3 separate regions of the Mus musculus genome follow, and regions 1 and 3 are each linked to region 2. The links are chromatin contacts, called in public Hi-C and HiChIP or PLAC-seq maps. All regions are on one chromosome and are shown on one strand. Each heading gives the region's core, a stretch centred on a gene start, on an enhancer-like site or on the middle of the called end of the contact. The rest is flanking DNA. Distances are from core to core; before and after follow the strand shown.

The links. HiChIP or PLAC-seq counts read pairs in DNA pulled down with a chosen protein or histone mark. Hi-C and Micro-C count contacts between places; a contact is called where the count stands out from the background.
Region 1: a Hi-C map of the 3T3-L1 cell line shows a contact between it and region 2, with 3 times the contacts expected there. The contact joins two enhancer-like sites. A contact is called at or near these places in 4 of 484 Hi-C or Micro-C datasets (the 3T3-L1 cell line, 3T3-L1-derived adipocytes, the HPC-7 cell line and 1 more).
Region 3: a contact with region 2 is called in a CTCF HiChIP or PLAC-seq map of the NIH/3T3 cell line, with 11 read pairs. The contact joins two enhancer-like sites. A contact is called at or near these places in 6 of 39 promoter capture datasets (the HPC-7 cell line, frontonasal cranial neural crest, liver and 2 more), 1 of 15 datasets of contacts at CTCF or cohesin (the NIH/3T3 cell line), 4 of 484 Hi-C or Micro-C datasets (the 3T3-L1 cell line, embryonic fibroblasts, embryonic stem cells and 1 more), 4 of 115 datasets of contacts at active chromatin or transcription factors (the HL-1 cell line, extraembryonic endoderm stem cells, pancreatic cancer cells and 1 more) and 1 of 9 other capture datasets (embryonic stem cells).

The regions. Positions count from the first base shown.
Region 1 is chr2:110,132,412-110,135,893 of GRCm38.p6, forward strand. It overlaps a transcript of Ccdc34 not described here. Among named protein-coding and RNA genes, the nearest start is that of Gm30258, 63 kb to the left of the region's middle. Within about 2 kb of position 1,305, at least 10 of the 459 cell types and tissues checked have an H3K27ac peak or open chromatin away from gene starts, as enhancers often do.
Region 2 is chr2:110,203,758-110,206,936 of GRCm38.p6, forward strand. No RefSeq gene overlaps it. Among named protein-coding and RNA genes, the nearest start is that of Gm22997, 13 kb to the right of the region's middle. Within about 2 kb of position 1,389, at least 20 of the 459 cell types and tissues checked have an H3K27ac peak or open chromatin away from gene starts, as enhancers often do. A contact at or near this core is called in the NIH/3T3 cell line, where this site is marked.
Region 3 is chr2:110,086,512-110,089,652 of GRCm38.p6, forward strand. Gm30258 (a long non-coding RNA gene) reads left to right here. Exons shown (of 3, transcript XR_001783432.2): 3 at 1-2,934. It also overlaps a transcript of Ccdc34 not described here. Among named protein-coding and RNA genes, the nearest start is that of Gm30258, 17 kb to the left of the region's middle. Within about 2 kb of position 1,775, at least 10 of the 459 cell types and tissues checked have an H3K27ac peak or open chromatin away from gene starts, as enhancers often do. A contact at or near this core is called in the NIH/3T3 cell line, where this site is marked.

The sequences.
Region 1 (3,482 bases), core at 55-2,554, 71 kb before region 2:
CAGCATTGGGGGAATATGAAGCAGGAAGGTCTTGAATTTGAGGCCAGTCTGGACTAATTAATGAATCCATGTCTCAAACTATTTTATTTATTTGTGCGAGAAATTTTTTTCATTTTTCCTATTAAAGATAACTAGTCCACCAAAGCCTAAAACTTCATAAGTCTTCCCTACCTTGTAAAACCTTTATGAATTTTTTTTTACTGTCCCCAATGTGGTAAAACTTGCTTATGCACAGGTCTCTCTGCATTCCAGGAATGTGATGGCCTGGAGTGGCTGACCTCTGTTCCCTTTCCTTCATTTCCTTTGCACAGATTCTTCTAAGAGCAGCCAGCATGAAAAGATTGTAAGATTGGGTCCCAACGAATGGGAAAAGAACAGTTACCAGTGTACTACATGAAAGGCCAAGCAAAATTGTTGCTCTGCTGTGCTTGCGCTGTCTGGTTTGGATCTTGACACACCTTTTTATGCAACATGAAATTGCTTCGCTGAGTAACTTTTGCTGTTTGTGTGTGTGTTTTTTCTAAGACACTAAGAATATTTGTTTCTACCAATTTCATTTTATATTAGGCAATGAAAGCTTAACATTTCATCACCAATCAAGTTGTTCTAGAATCTGAAGTTTATACCTTTTACTGCTTTTTGTTAATATCTTAATATTCACATTATAGGAAAAATTAAGAGAGACCTGACAATTCAATTCTATTTCCACTTAAAGTATGGAAATCACTGGGAGGTTTGGTCAATTCATAAGAGTTACACACTGTCACCTGGTTTTCAAACCCTAACTATCTCAACACTTGAAACTTGCCCCCTCCATGCTTATATCTTCACATACTTCCACATATATACACACTGTAGGATATACTGAAAAATTGAGATGTGTAAATATAGCTAGTCAGGTACTAGAAAGTTTGATGGTCACTAAGGAGACTTTTTCCTTATAAAACCAGGGCCAGAAACAACAGGACTTTGATTACTGGTCAAAAGAGAAAGATCCGAGCTGTGTCTCTGGCACTGGGCAGAGACATGTCATTCTAAACTGCCCCAAAGATCATAGGATCACTCTCTAGCCAAAAGCTTCCTGGTAAGGAACAAATACAGACTATTGTACCTTCCCATAAGAATTTATCAAAATGGCCTGTCAGCCAGCCAGGCAGGAAAATGCCCTTAGGAAAGGCATTTGTTCTGGGGATTTCAAGAAAAAGTGTAGAGCTTTCCTAGAAATGCAGGATTACATAATGGGGTGTTGACCGCCCTCACCCAACTCTGCAGTCTCCATGGCCCATCTGCATTCATTCAGTGGAGGTCACAAGGATTGAGGAGAGGCCAGAACAAGATCTCAGTAAAAGCTGGGAGCCAGAGCCAGAGCCAAAGAGCACAGGACCTCCATGTAAACACCAGGTCCCAGTGGTCCCAGACTCCTTAGCCCCAGCACTTTGCCCTGAGCTTTTCCTAGCCTCAGGCTATCTCTACCCCTGGTCACTTGCACTTTCTGTCTTCTGTGGCTTCTCAAAGTCCCTACCTTTCGAATTGAGTCATAACTAGAGTCATTATGCTTTCTCTACTTTCAGACTCTGCTTCTTCTCCCTCCCTCCCTCCCTTCCTTCCTTCCTTCCCTCCCTCCCTCCCTGCTTGCTTCCTTCATTTTTCTTCTTTCTCCCTTTCTTTCTTTCTTTCTTTCTTTCTTTCTTTCTTTCTTTCTTTCTTTCTTTCTTTCTTTCTTTCTTTCTTTCTTTCTTTCTTTCTTCTCATTTTTTTAATTAGGTATTTTCCTCATTTACATTTCCAATGCTATCCCAAAAGTTCCCCACACCCTCCCACCCACCCACCCCCAATTTTTGGCCCTGGTGTTCCCCTGTACTGGAGCATATAAAGTTTGCAAGTCCAATGGGCCTCTCTTTCCAGTGATGGCCAACTAGGCCATCTTTTGATACATATGCAGCTAGAGTCAAGAGCTCCGGGGTACTGGTTTGTTGATAATGTTGTTCCACCTATAGGGTTGCAGATCCCTTTAGCTCCTTGGTTACTTTCTCTAGCTCCTCCATTGGGGGCCCTGTGATCCATCCAATAGCTGACTGTGAGCATCCACTTCTGTGTTTGCTAGGCTCGGCATAGTCTCACAAGAGACAGCTATATCTGGGTCCTTTCAGCAAAATCTTGCTTCTTTCTTTCTTTCTTTCTTTCTTTCTTTCTTTCTTTCTTTCTTTCTTTCTTTCTTTCTTTCTTTCTTTCTTTCTTTCCTTCCTTCCTTCCTTCCTTCCTTCTTTCTTTTTTCTTTCTTTCTTCCTTTCTTTCTTTTGCCCCTAAAGTTTTCCCACTTAAAAGACACTGTCTTACATAGAGAACAAAGGGTACAAGTGGCCTGCCCAAAGTCTAGAGCTGCTGCCATGCAGAGTGGGATTGTTTTTGCTAGGAAAGAACATAGCCTGGGGTCAACATGAATGGCAGCTCCCAGTACTCCATGCCTTCCCTGATGGAGTGGATTAAGCTAATTCCCTGGAGACTAATTGCATAGACCTGGATCTCTGTCTTCTGCTGTTTCTGGGTTAGGCTGAGGTTTCTGAAGCCCGGGAGATTTAACCTGGGCTTTTGGCTCCTTTAAGGGCATTTGGCACCCTATAAAAGCTGCTCATTAAAGGAAACAGTAGGACTGCTTTCCTTGTTAATAGTCTGGCCATGGAAAGTTGACCCATGCAGAGTGTTTGGAGGTGGAAGGCTGGAGACTTGGAGCCAGTGGACAAGCCTGTTTGGCAGGGCAAAGCAACACATCAGAGGGTAAGACCAGTTCCCTGGAGATCCAAGGCCTGATTTCCCCAGTGGTCAGGAAAGCCCACTGAGGGCTCTATAAAGAAATAATGGCAGCAGTTAAACCAGCCAGGGGCCCAGTTTGGGGTTGAAATTCCAGATTCTGCTCTCTCAACTCTTGAGGTTTGGCTTTCTACTCCCCTCCCCGCCCCAACCTCTTCTGAGAGCTTGTTGACTTGAGTGTTTTTTAAAGCTTTGAGGGTGGGAAAGGATGGCTATGTCACAAAGGAGGGCTAATTGGCTGGAACTCCCCCAGCAGCTCCCTCCAGCTGGCCTGAACCTCCTTGGTTTTTTAAGGTCTTCCTAAAGAACTAAAAAGAGGTCTGCCTCACTTTTCAAAATATTTAAAACCAAATAAATTCAAATTAGACCTTCTCTTGCTGTCAATGCTGTTGTACCCTTGTTTTCAAGGACGAAAGAAGGGTGCCATAGGGACATGTTGACTTCATGGTAAGAAATGAACAGAGTTAACTCCACCACACAGAACATGACCAGGTTGTGACATCCTCTAAGCAAGAATGGCAAGTTCTGGCCATGTATGTGGCTCTTCTGATTCCATGAGTCTTTTGTCCCCCTACCAAGCATGGGAAGTCTCATAATTCTTCTTCTATAATTACCTGTTTGATTGTGGCCATTAATCACTATGGTTTCAGGACTGAAATCTATGTCACATCTTG
Region 2 (3,179 bases), core at 139-2,638:
TTTTTTTTCTAGCAGAAACTGGGATTTTTAGAAACCTTTGAAACACAATTTTTAGTGAAGAATCACATTACAACCTGCATGATTCAATTTTTTATATAATTTTATATTTTCACGTTTCTTATGGTACCTCCAAATCAGTGGAAATGCAATGTCTGAAGATATGAAGATATAAGAATGCTTCAAAGAAAAACCAAAGAAATGAGGAGGGTGGGGGTCTTTTCACAGCTGGAGGAATTAGGACAGGAAACACAATTTGTCTATGTAAATCCTACTGCTATCCTTTATTTTATATATATATATATATATATATATATATATATATATATATATATATATATATTTTAAAAACGTGTGATGATTTCCCAAGAAGAAATAGAAAAGGAAAAGAAACCATGAAATACTTTTAAAAGAAGAATTTTTTCAAGGCATTCCAGTTGTCCTAGATTGTTCTGTGTTCCAATTGTCTGATGTGGGAGTCGTTGTGGCCTTCAGAACAGGAAACATATGGTTCTATGTTTCACAGGGCATTGACCTGCCGCAAGGTTATAGTGCTCTGAAAATTCTCCCCCTCCCCCTCTTCCCTATGCTAAGTGACCTTGACCAGGTTATTTCCCTTGGGTGGGATTTAGTTTTGCTAATGCAAAAGGAAAAAGAAATGATGCCTGAACCATATTCTGTGCTCACAGCAGACATGAGCAATCAATCATCCATGTACTCTCTATAAATTAGAAGATCTAAGCGTTTTGAACATAGACTTTGGCAATGGATTAAAGACAATGAGAGCCTACGTAAGTCTATCCCTAATGCTTAGTCTTTAAAGTCCCTTCAAATTTGTGCACCCTTTCTGACCTTTCCTGTCCATTTTACATTCAAAGCTACTTTAACTATTTTGTGGAAGCTCTCTAAAAGAATGTTTCAGTTGTACTGACCCACAAATTGTCATGCTTCAAAGTCAATGGACACTAGATTGTCAGTAAAAATGGGCTGAAAGACACTGTTTCTTTTACCTTTATGCAACCATATCTCAGATCTAGAATCCAGCAGCCCCAACTGTTCCGTACTAACTCCATTCAGCATGCTATACCCGTATATGCTAGGACTGGGCCTTATTTATTGCTTGAAGCTTGTGGAAAAACTAAGACAACCCAGAAAAGCCTTTTGTAGGAGTGAAGAAGAGGGAGGTGGGGCAGAGATGCAAGACAATGCTGCCCCAAGGTCTGAGCAAGGACAATGTTAGAAGAGGGGATTAAAGGCCGCAGAAACGGCACAAGTTGTTTCTGAAGGCTGCAGCTTCTCAGCGATTAACTTCGCCAAATGAACTAAGGGACTTTACTTATTCTGAGATTCCTAGTCTTTTTTTTTAAGGAGCAAGAACGCAGTAACACCAGTGAGGTATTTTGACAGGCGAGTACCACGCGCCCTCTAGTGGCGGCACACAAGTAACCAGGGCGATCCCTGAATTTATGCTTTTTCTTTTGCTTTGTTTGGTAGTCCGGGATTCCAGATACATCATTTTTCAAATGTTGAAACGCCACCCAGGAGTTTTATGTAGTGTTAATAGTTTATAAGGATCCCCAAACTGTAAAATAACTTGTCGAATTTTTTAAAAATTGTAACTACAAAGATGAGAGTTCATTGGGCTGATGCTGTGAGCTTTACCTTTACTTTCTCACTCTATTCCTTTCTGTAGCTTGTCTTTCTTATAAGAATATATTTTGGATATCTGGGTTATCAATAGACAACCTCTTGTAACTTGGTCTTTCACTCCTCATAATGCCACTCACAACTGGCTTTTAATATGCTGTTGCTTGTTTCTCAGTTGTGAAGGAATACCACACAGTAAAGTTCTGCAACTCAGTAGAAAGACGGTGATCTTACTTCTAAGGATTGAGTCAGTTATTCTCGGAACAGGTCTATGCAATGCTGCAGGTGTCTGTGCTCCTCTGCAGAGAACTGGAAACTGCATGTACTCACCAGGAGTTCAACCTGGCACCCCGTTAAATTGTCCTTTGGTGTTGGCTCTACTTCATAAGACATTGATTCCTATACACTTGGAGGCTGACCTTTTCTTTCTCATTTTAAGTAACTGTTTCTATAGGATGATGTTCCTTTAACTAACTTGGAAACTCAGAGTTGGCATGGGACTTTTAAGTACTTGCTCTAATATACCTAACACACAGTGGAACAAAATTAAATATATGTATTTAAAACTATCTTTTTATTATTGTTAGGTATTTTCTTCATTTACATTTCTAATGCTATCCCAAAAGTCCCCCATACCCCCCCCCCACTCCCCTACCCACCCACTCCCACCTCTTGGCCCTGACATTCCCCTGTACTGAGGCAGATAAAGTTTGCAAGACCAATGGGCCTCTCTTTCCAGTGATGGCCGACTAGGCCATCTTCTGCTACATATGCAGCTAGAGACACGAGCTCCAGGGGGTACTGGATAGTTCATATTGTTGTTCCACCTATAGGGTTGCAGACCCCTTTAGCTCCTTGGGTACTTTCTCTCCATTGAGGGCCCTGTGATTCATCCAATAGCTGACTGTGAGCATCCACTTCTGTGTTTGCTAGGCCCCGCATAGCCTCACAAGACACAGCTATATCAGGGTCCTTTCAGCAAAATCTTTCTAGTGTATGCAGTGGTGTCAGCGTTTGGAGGCTGATTATGGGATAATCCATCCCAAAAACATCTTTTTAAACAAAGAGTTCAGTATGGGTGCTCACGAAATGTGCCGCACCACTTCAGGCCGTTGAGAGAAACTATGGTAGCACACAGATTATTCAAATGCTCTACCTCTGGATTGTAGTGGTCCCCCTCTCCTCTCTTTCTCTGAGGTAGGATCTTGCTATGTAGACAAGGCTAGCCTACAGCTTACAGTGATATCTGTGTCTTTCTGCTTCTCAACCGGGATTATAGGTGTGAGCTACCATACCTGGCATTTTGGAATTTTGTTTTTTTTTTGGGGGGGGGTTCTTGGAGGCAGGGTCTCATGAGACCTACAGTCGCTTGGAGCTCACTATGTAGCTGAGGACGGCACTGGCCTCCAGATTCTCTGCTTTTGCCTCCGAAGTACTCAGATTACAGGCGTAGGATTCACACCGTTCCCCACCTTTAACTTATTTTGTAGATACATATGTGCATGTGTGTGCAGCATATTTATGTGTACATGGGT
Region 3 (3,141 bases), core at 525-3,024, 120 kb before region 2:
GCGCTTTCTTTACTGCAAGGCTCAAGGTTTACTCTAACCTTCAATCCTCCTTGTCCACTGTGCACCAACCACATTTGTATTCTCTAGGTTTTCAGACAAACATCTTTATTTATTGTTTGTGTGCTTATTTTTGTCTTAGACTTATGGCCTGAGCTGTTGTTACTATTTAGACAACCTGGTCTCTCTAACTCTTTATCTTTCTGTTGAAGCATCACTTACACCGAAAAAATTTCCTTTCTGTTTGGGTACAGTGCTCTGTCTGTCTTGCTAATCTTTATTTCAGTTCTTTAATGGCTTACGTATTTTATAGCACAGAGTTCCCCAACATTTGCCACCTGAAATGGCATCTCACTTGAGTCCCCTCCACAGTTCTCTTAGCTGCTCACACTCATCTTGTTTTTTATAATTTTTCATAGTGGTTACGAACCCATCTCCTAAGCCACTTACAGATCCAATAAATATGCAAAGCTAAGGTTGCCCGCAGTTCACAAGCAAATATGGTAGATGGCCCTTGAGAGAATTTTGTCTTCAATCACTGAGAATTGAGTGAATCCATGGAAAAAATTTTTTACAGAGAATCTCTCATTAAAATGACAGCAAAGAGTTGAATGTACCAGCCAGTAAAGGAAGATTTTTGGAGCTGTATAGAGTCTATTTTCAATGGGAGATCCTGACTATTTCATATAGTCAAGTGTTTGGGGGAAGCAAGTTTGCAATTGTAATACATGATGGTAGAGGGTCATTTATATGGTGGTCATGAAGACTAAATAGAAGCACAGACTCAGGATTCTGCAATGATATTATATTACAATTAGAAAACTACACTGTCATTTTCTTCCCTATTTTAATATACACCATTTTTGTACTTATAATAAAAATACACATTTATAAGTATACTTACATTTCTCTGGCAAAATTAAATTCCTTCTATTAAGGAAGCTTGCCTTTTCACAGGAAGAGAATTCAAGTTTTGTTTGGTAGGTGACAAGAGGTACACAGTCCTCTTGATTGGAATCAAATCGCTCTTGTGTGTGTGTGTGTGTGTGTGTGTGTGTGTGTGTGTATGTGTGATACTAGAAATTGGACTCAGGATCTTGTGTGTGTTAGACAAGCTATGTACCACTGAGTTAAACCTCAATCCTACCGTGAACTTAGAGCTATATTTGAATCTGATTTTGTATTTGTGATTTGTTTCTTTTTAATAATGCCAGTTCCCCTTTTATTGAAGATAGATTCTTTTCTCAGTTCCTCCCCAGACCCCACCCTTTCCAGATCTACCCCTTTTCTGTCTCTCATTAGAAAAAAAAATAGTCTTCTAAGAGATAGCAACCAAACACAACAAAAATAACATATAATAAGATGAAACAAAAACTATCATATAGAAGTTGGACCTGGCCACCCAACAGGAGGAAAAGATTAATGATAATACTTCTCAGTGAAACTTATTCTCAGGAAAAAGTTTGAAATTGGTAAACTTGTTTTTTTTTCTAGATTTCTTTTCTGTCTTTGCCATTTCTCCATCCTTGGGTATCCTTATATCAGTGTTCTCTCGACAGCTTCTAACTTTACCTTTTAATCTCTCCTGTCTTACAGTAACATTTCCCTATCATGATTTCTCTTTCCTCATACTCTTCAGTAATATTGAGAACAATAAGCCTCATAAAATATAAAAAAGGAAGACAGCAATCCTTGCTCTGTCATCTAAGAAAGTCTCTTCTACTTAACAGGAGACAAAACAGAATTCTGCTTAGTCTGAGCCATTTCTGTGGAATGCCTTCTTCCCTCTTCCTGTGGTTTTCATTGGAAGCTAACAATGGGTTTGAAACTGCAGTGAAAAGGGACTTGCTGTAGCCTTTAACTCACTGTTGTCGAGCTTCAGAAGACTCCCCCCCCCACCCCCTTAGGAAGACCAGGAAGAAGGGACTGATTACCACTAACAGTCCCTTATTCCAGTCTTAAATGCATCCCTTCTAGTCAGGGTCCCATGTGGAGAAGAACTTAGCATTCTCCCCCTGGTTCTTTATTCAGTTATTTATCATGGTCCTCACTTCCCTCTCCTAGGCAGTTCTCCAATTCCCAATGATATTTATTAGGGACAGGCCACCCAGCGAGTCACTGTGTCTCATATGAATTCTTATTACACTTTATTGTCTTTTCTACTTGACTCTTTGCAGCCTTGTATTTTTCTTTACTGCTTCTTGTAAAGATAGCCAGCCTTGTATCTAGTCAGAATACCAAGAGCCAAATTCCAGGACAATTCGGCTTAATTAGAATGTTTGAGGACTTTAGGACTATGGAACTTGATTGTAAATGTATGCTCAAAATTGGTCTGACTTCTTAATACTATGTCTAAGATAACTCATTCTCTTCTTTATGTCTCTATAAACACAGAAGGATCTCATGAATATTTCTTTACTTTTAAAGAATCATAAATTCAGAATTCTGAACAAATTTCCTATTCATAATACTTGGAGAGCTGAAGCTAGCATATGAGACACAACATGTTATCCCAAGCTTTATCCCTAAGACCCGACTTTTAGTCAGTGACCCAAACTTAGGTATCTAAGTCAGAGAAGTGATGATAAAACATGATTTCAGGAAAGCCAAAGGCGTCATGGCAGGACCTCATGTGATTGCAAGGAGGCAGGGATCCGAGTTAAGGAAGACAAACAAGGATGAGCTTCCATGCAGAAAAATAATTCATTTGTAGCCTTTCATCAAGAGAGACGGGTACTTTGTGATGCTGGGTCTCAGATTCTCACTGGAATAGGAACTCAGCATGCGACGTTCTTCAGATCCTCAGGATTTACTGGTACATATTCTTTTTACCTCCTGCATGCATGGGTCTCAGAAACTATTGAAAATGTAGAAGGTGAAGATTGGTGACTGAAAATATTAGGGAACATATTTGAATTCTAACTTTATCCATAATTTCTTTTTTTAAATATTTTTATTAGGTATTTTCCTCATTTACATTTCCAATGCTATCCCAAAAGTCCCCCATACCCTCCCCCCCAACTCCCTTCCCCACCCTCTCCCACTTTTTGGCCCTGGCGTTCCCCTGTACTGGGGCATATAAAGTTTGCATGTCCAATGGGCCTCTCTTTCCAGTGATGGCCGACTAGGCCATCTTTGATACAT